2 separate regions of the Arachis hypogaea genome follow, and region 1 is linked to region 2. Evidence: chromatin contacts called from public Hi-C data. All regions are on one chromosome and are shown on one strand. The core of a region is the stretch at or near the end of the contact, and the rest is flanking DNA. Distances in the headings are between cores, read along the strand shown. Region 1 overlaps LOC112750278 (a long non-coding RNA gene). Region 2 holds the start of LOC112750279 (probable plastidic glucose transporter 1).

What was found. A called contact is a pair of places that touch in the nucleus more often than the background predicts.
Region 1: a contact with region 2 is called in a Hi-C map of leaf, with 2.0 times the contacts expected there. The contact joins the enhancer-like site here to the promoter of LOC112750279 in region 2. A contact is called at or near these places in 2 of 8 Hi-C or Micro-C datasets (both in leaf).

The regions. Positions count from the first base shown.
Region 1 is chr15:75,438,671-75,441,533 of arahy.Tifrunner.gnm2.J5K5, forward strand. It overlaps LOC112750278 (a long non-coding RNA gene), which reads right to left. Exons shown (of 10, transcript XR_003175599.3): 7 at 2,858-2,863; 8 at 2,162-2,219; 9 at 1,847-2,009; 10 at 1,512-1,754. Among protein-coding and RNA genes, the nearest start is that of LOC112750277, 5.7 kb to the right of the region's middle. Within about 2 kb of position 1,306, at least 2 of the 3 cell types and tissues checked have open chromatin away from gene starts, as enhancers often do.
Region 2 is chr15:75,397,052-75,400,092 of arahy.Tifrunner.gnm2.J5K5, forward strand. LOC112750279 (probable plastidic glucose transporter 1) reads left to right here and starts at 1,505. Exons shown (of 11, transcript XM_072216375.1): 1 at 1,505-1,908; 2 at 2,001-2,133; 3 at 2,757-2,957. The coding sequence starts at 1,722.

The sequences.
Region 1 (2,863 bases), core at 56-2,555, 41 kb after region 2:
AGTGGTTAATAAGAATTGTTAATTCTGAAATATGAACATCTCCAAAACCTTAACTATTTTCTCATATAATTTTCATAATTAGTTTACTGTTTTCTTTCTTAATTTCTCTTATTACTGTTTAGTGAAATTTGAACTCAAAACACTCCTTTTTGCTTGTTTGACTAAGTAAATCACTCAACCATTGTTGCTTGATCCATCAATCCTCGTGGGATCGACCCTCACTCACCTGAGGTATTACTTGGTACGATCCGATGCACTTGCCAGTTAGTTTGTGGTATTCGAATTTTGCACTAGACGCCAAACTACGTTTATGGGTATGCAGGAGGAGGTCTGTACGCATACTTGTGTAGATAGCACAGTCGTGCGTACGCGTGAAGTGATGCGTACGCACGGTCTTCTCGATTCATCACATCATGCGTATACATACATTATGTGTGTGCAGGCTTGTCTCTGATTGTAACATCTGTGCATTCACATGAAGTGATGCGTACGAACGACTGCCATTGCACACCACTTCTCTTACATTGCACGACAAAGCTTCCAGGGGCTCTTTCTTCATTCCTTGGCTTTCCAAAGTGTGTCCCTTCATAATGTATTCTTTTCCAAAGTGTCCTCTCTGATTGAAAGTGTGTCTTTAGGCTTTTTGTTCTTTTTGGTCTTGTTTTGCTTAGTCCATCTTCAAAAATCTCCTAAAACACATTATCCAAAGCATTAAACACATTCTTTTTTAATCTATGAGTTTATAGCTAAAAAAATCAAAGACTATTAAAATATAACTGAAATTAACAAGGAAAACTACTAATGATGTACATGCATCAACTATGCTTGGAACGAAATTCTTTTGAAAAATTCTAGACCGACGATTAGCTGACATCAAGTTTTTGGTGCCATTGTCGGGAAGTTGCAATGTGTGCTTGTTATTGGTTATTGTTTATGTGTGAATATTGTGAATAACTTATTTTTGATTGTTTGTTTGCTTTTGCTAGTTCTAGGAGTTTGTTTTTCTTTATTTTTTATTAGCTTTTGTCCTTACACTACAAGAAAATAAGCTTTCTGCCATACTTTTAAAGTGTGCCAAAAAGTGCTTAAAAACGTACCGATAGCTTCTCGCCACGCTTTTTGAGCTATTGGTACGCTTTTGAAAGGGTCACATCCGCGAGCATGCCAATTGCTCTATCGCCACACTTTTGGTGACCTATTGCCATGCTTTTAAAGATCGCAACGCTTAAGCGTAGCCATATCTCGCGCCAGATATGGCTACGCTTTCAAAGCGTGCCAACAGCATGATACGAATACGCTTTCAAAGCGTGCCAATAGAGAGAGAAATGACTACGCTTTTAAAGCGTACCAATAGCGAAACATATGGCCACGCTTTTAAAGCGTGCCAATAACGAGATGTAGCCACGCTTTTTAAGTCATGTGCCTAGATATGAACCTATTGCCACGCTTTTAAAGCGTGGTTATAGCTAAATCAAATTTTAAAAAAAAAAAATCTGGTAAAAGCCTACATGTGAACACTCAAATTTATGTTCCTACATTCAATACTGGGTAAAAGCCTACAACAATGTCATCTATGTACATGCAACGCTTGCATACATGAAATTTACAAACATTAACAAAAATGAATTTCTAAGAAGAGAATTAAGAATTATACAAGACACAGATTTTACAAATTGACTCTAATGGCTTCATTTTCTTTAGATATTTCCTTCGCTCCTCGGTTCTATCACCTAGTTGACCAAAGCCATTAGCCCCTGGAAAATATCATAAGCAGAGTGTTAGACTCTTATTACTTCTATATTTTTTGAACATTTAAAGTATGAAACATTGCAAATAGCAAACCAACATTGTGATAGTGTGAACCAAACAACGTAGTGACCAGAATTTGTTCTCCAAATAATGCCTTAACACTTCTACATGCGTTCTTTTGGCAAAGTTCCTGTAAACTCTGCTTCCAAAGTAGTCCCACTTTCTTTGTATGCATGAGCACATACATAGCAACATTAAACCTGACACAAGTATCTCATGAAAATCCAGAGGGGAAGATAAACAACAATTTCATAATCATGATCCATATTTTTAATTTCACAAAGTTAACAATTTGGTAAAAGTTCAATTTCGTTCATAAAATTTTTAACTTATAAAATATAAATGTCTTCACCTTGCTCTGATTTCATTTCTCCCATAGCAATAAATTGACTGTATTTGATTAATCTCATCTGTATATGATCAATGAATGACATTGGTACTAGTTTAAGTAAATTTATATAGCTCATAAATTTTTATAGGACATATATTTTTTTATCAATTCACTAATGAATCATAATAACATATATTAAAGATCATCTATATCAAATTTCACTGCAATCAGACATCAATAAGCATGTAATTAAAAAATATTTTGTTTTTGTATATTTGAACAAATATAATACGTCAATTTTCAAGTATAGCAAATGATTTTAAATTAACATAAAGTTTTCTTAAAATAATCTATAACACATAAGCTTCTAATACGATGACTATTAGTTTTAATTGGGAGTTCAATATCTAGAAGAACTTCTTAGCATTTCATATCAAAATAGCAGCTTGAAGATAAATCTTCTGTAGGTGATACGTACAAGTTGCATGGTAAAAATACACATAATCATGACACATAACTCAAGTACCAGATCATCAAGAGAGCATATATAGTAACTTAATTAGCTTCTCTCCTTAATTATCTCTTGTAATCAATTGATAATAGGGGATAATAATGAGATTCTATACAGCCTCAAGAATGAGAAAAATGCTTAAAAGATGTGCAAGTCTCAAGAATAATAAGAATTCAAAAGGAGATAAAAGTTCCTTTAAAGTTCACCTGTAT
Region 2 (3,041 bases), core at 255-2,754:
ACGTGAAGAAGAAGGAACGTAAAAAATAAGGAGGAGAATGAGGAGGAGGAGGAGGAACGCGAAAAAGAAGGCGAAGAAGAAGAGGATGCTCCGTGCGTAAACGAGTGTGAGAAGAAGAAGAAGAAAAAGAAGAGCGGGAGAGAAGAGAAGAAGAAGAAGAGAAGAAGCATTGGGCAAGAGCGGTCGTTTCGTATGTGTTAGGCGCGTGTATTTCACGTTTCATTTAATAGTATTAAGTTTTTTTGTGTTGGGCCAACTTAGATGGATTTGGATACAAAATTACATGGATGTGTAGCATGACCCTTTTATTTTTTAGCGTATTTGATAAATTTCTAGTAATAAAAATAAAAACACTAAAAAAATAATTTTTTTATAAAAAACTACAATTTACATCTTTTTTCTTAAAAAAATAGTTTTTACATAATAATAAAAAATATTTAAATATAAATTTATTGTTACTTTCTTATAAAATCTTTTAAAAAATAAAAAAAAATTGTTGTTCTTAAAAACATATCCAACCACTGAACTAAGTAGGGATGTCAATGGGGTGGGGACGGGGAGCAGGGATCTCCTCGTCCCCGCCCCCAAAATTAATCCCCATCCCCGCCCCGATCCACCATAGGAGAATAATTGTCCCCATCCCCATTCTCCGCGTTCCCCATGTTTTCCGTGGGGCTCCATTCTCATCCCCTTATATTTAACATTCATATGAAAATTATAGTAAAAAATATCAAAAAAAAAAAAATAAACTACAAAATACTATTACAAACACACAAACATATCTTATCCAAGATTATACCAACGCAAGTTGGCACAGATGGATGAGGGTCTGTGTCCCTTAACCATCTCTCCCGGGTTCGATACTCACTGGAGGATGGGAATGGAGCTTGCTTGTTTGGGAGGGTCGCCCACTTTGTGTGCCTCTGCAGTACCCGAGGGATTAGTCATTGGGCTTCCGGCCTGATGGATACCCTGGTGCAAACCAAAAAAAAAAAATCTTATCCAAGATTATAAGTCCAGAAATACAACATAACAAATTATAATCCATAAAATAAAATCTTAAAATACAACTTTCATTCTAAAAAAAAAGCAATAAGATATGGTCTTTAACATCAAGTATTCTTTGATGGTTAGCATACTTAGCAAGAGAAATCATAATTGCTTTAGATACATAGAAGGAGAGAAAATCAAGCAATTATTTCAAAATCAAACCCTAACTATTTTAAAATTATAAATCCTATATGTCTAATTGCTTTAGATACATAAAAGGAGAGAAAATCAAAATTATACAACACAGTGAGTAGAGAAGACTGAATAATAGGATTAGGATTTTTTTAATTGGTAAAATTACTAAAAAATCCACCTATATTAAAAATAAAGTAAGGTTATTTAAGAAATTTTAAACATTCGAAAAATTATCGGGGATGGAGCGGAGATCCTCACTCGAGTCTCCGCGCCTGTCTCAGACAAATTTTACTCTCCATCCCTATCAGAAAAAATTTTCCACTAACGAAACCCCATTCGAAGTAGTCCCGCGGAGATCCCCGCCTCCTGGGGATTTTTGACATCCCTAGAACCAAGCCTTCAGTATATTGATCATGAACGAAAGAATCCAACCTAGTCAGTAGTCACCAAAAAAATAAAAAATAAAAGAGAAGAATTCGAACGTGTGGTCGGGTGGTAATAAAAAAAAAAAAGCTGTGGTGTTTAGACGATATCCAATGTGGCCCGTTTCAGCAGCGATCGTTTCTGCTCCTGTTTCCATTCCAAACCTTTACTTGCCTAAAGCAAAAAGAACGCAAAAGCTTCATTATGGTGCCCTCAAATGCTCGTTTGGTCATTCCAGACCCAGACTCAGAGTTTCTGCCCTCAAGGATCAGTTGCCGGATTCCGCAACTACTCCCGAAGGTCTTGAAATTTTGTTTCTTTTTTTTCTCCTTTCCCCTGTGAGATTATTATATTGTATCTGTTTGCTGAGCTTCAAAATACTAATGCTGCAGATGAAGGTAGAAAGCTTTCTTCATCTGATAATAAAAGGGGTGGCGGCGGGGGATTTGATTACGGGTGGTTGCCTGCTTTTCCTCATGTTCTCGTTGCTTCCATGTCCAATTTTATATTTGGGTATCATATTGGGTCAGTTTCTCTTCATAATTCTCTGCTTTTAACTTCTAATTATTTTCTACTAAGTTAGGTGTTGGTAGAGGGAGAAGAAGTTTCACAATAGCTGTGTGAAACTGAAAGTTGCTGTTCTTTTCTGTTCGGGAATTGAGGTATAACTGTTTCGGTAGTGTTGAAGTGATAGTTACATGACATAGGATCTAATAATCAAGATTTTAACTTATAAATAAAGCGGTTTAATTTGGTCAAATGTTGGTATTCAAAGTTTCTAAGTTATTGTTTCATTAAGTTTTGTTATATCATTTAAAAGAATTTTACTATGATATATGAGATGTGTTCTCTTAATAAGATGACAATTCATGGATTGGGTGTACTTCAATATATTTAGAATAACAGAATGAGATTAAAGGCTTAAAATTGTTATAGTTGAAGACTAAGTTCGATAGGGTAGGTGCAGTATTTCTCCTTGATCTTGTAAAGTGAAACCCAATATTGTGTTCCATTATCTGTGATTCTTGATCTGATATACCATAGCACAAGTAAATTTGACTTTTAAGAAATATGCAATGATTTAGGTTTTTTTTTTTTTTTTTTGGTTCTAGCTATATATGAATTAATAAAAATCACATGTTTTGCAGAGTAATGAATGGCCCTATTGTTTCTGTTGCTCGAGAGCTTGGCTTTGATGGAAACTCATTTCTTGAGGGACTTGTTGTCAGTATTTTTATTGCTGGTGCATTTATTGGGAGCTTAAGTGCTGGTCCTTTGGCAGATAAACTTGGTTGTCGGCTCACATTTCAGATTGATACCATACCCTTAATTCTTGGGGCTATAACAAGGTAACATAATAACATGGTTCATGAAATTTAACTGCAGCATCTGTTTATTCTTGCATATATAGAGGTTATCAAGTTTTCATGTTA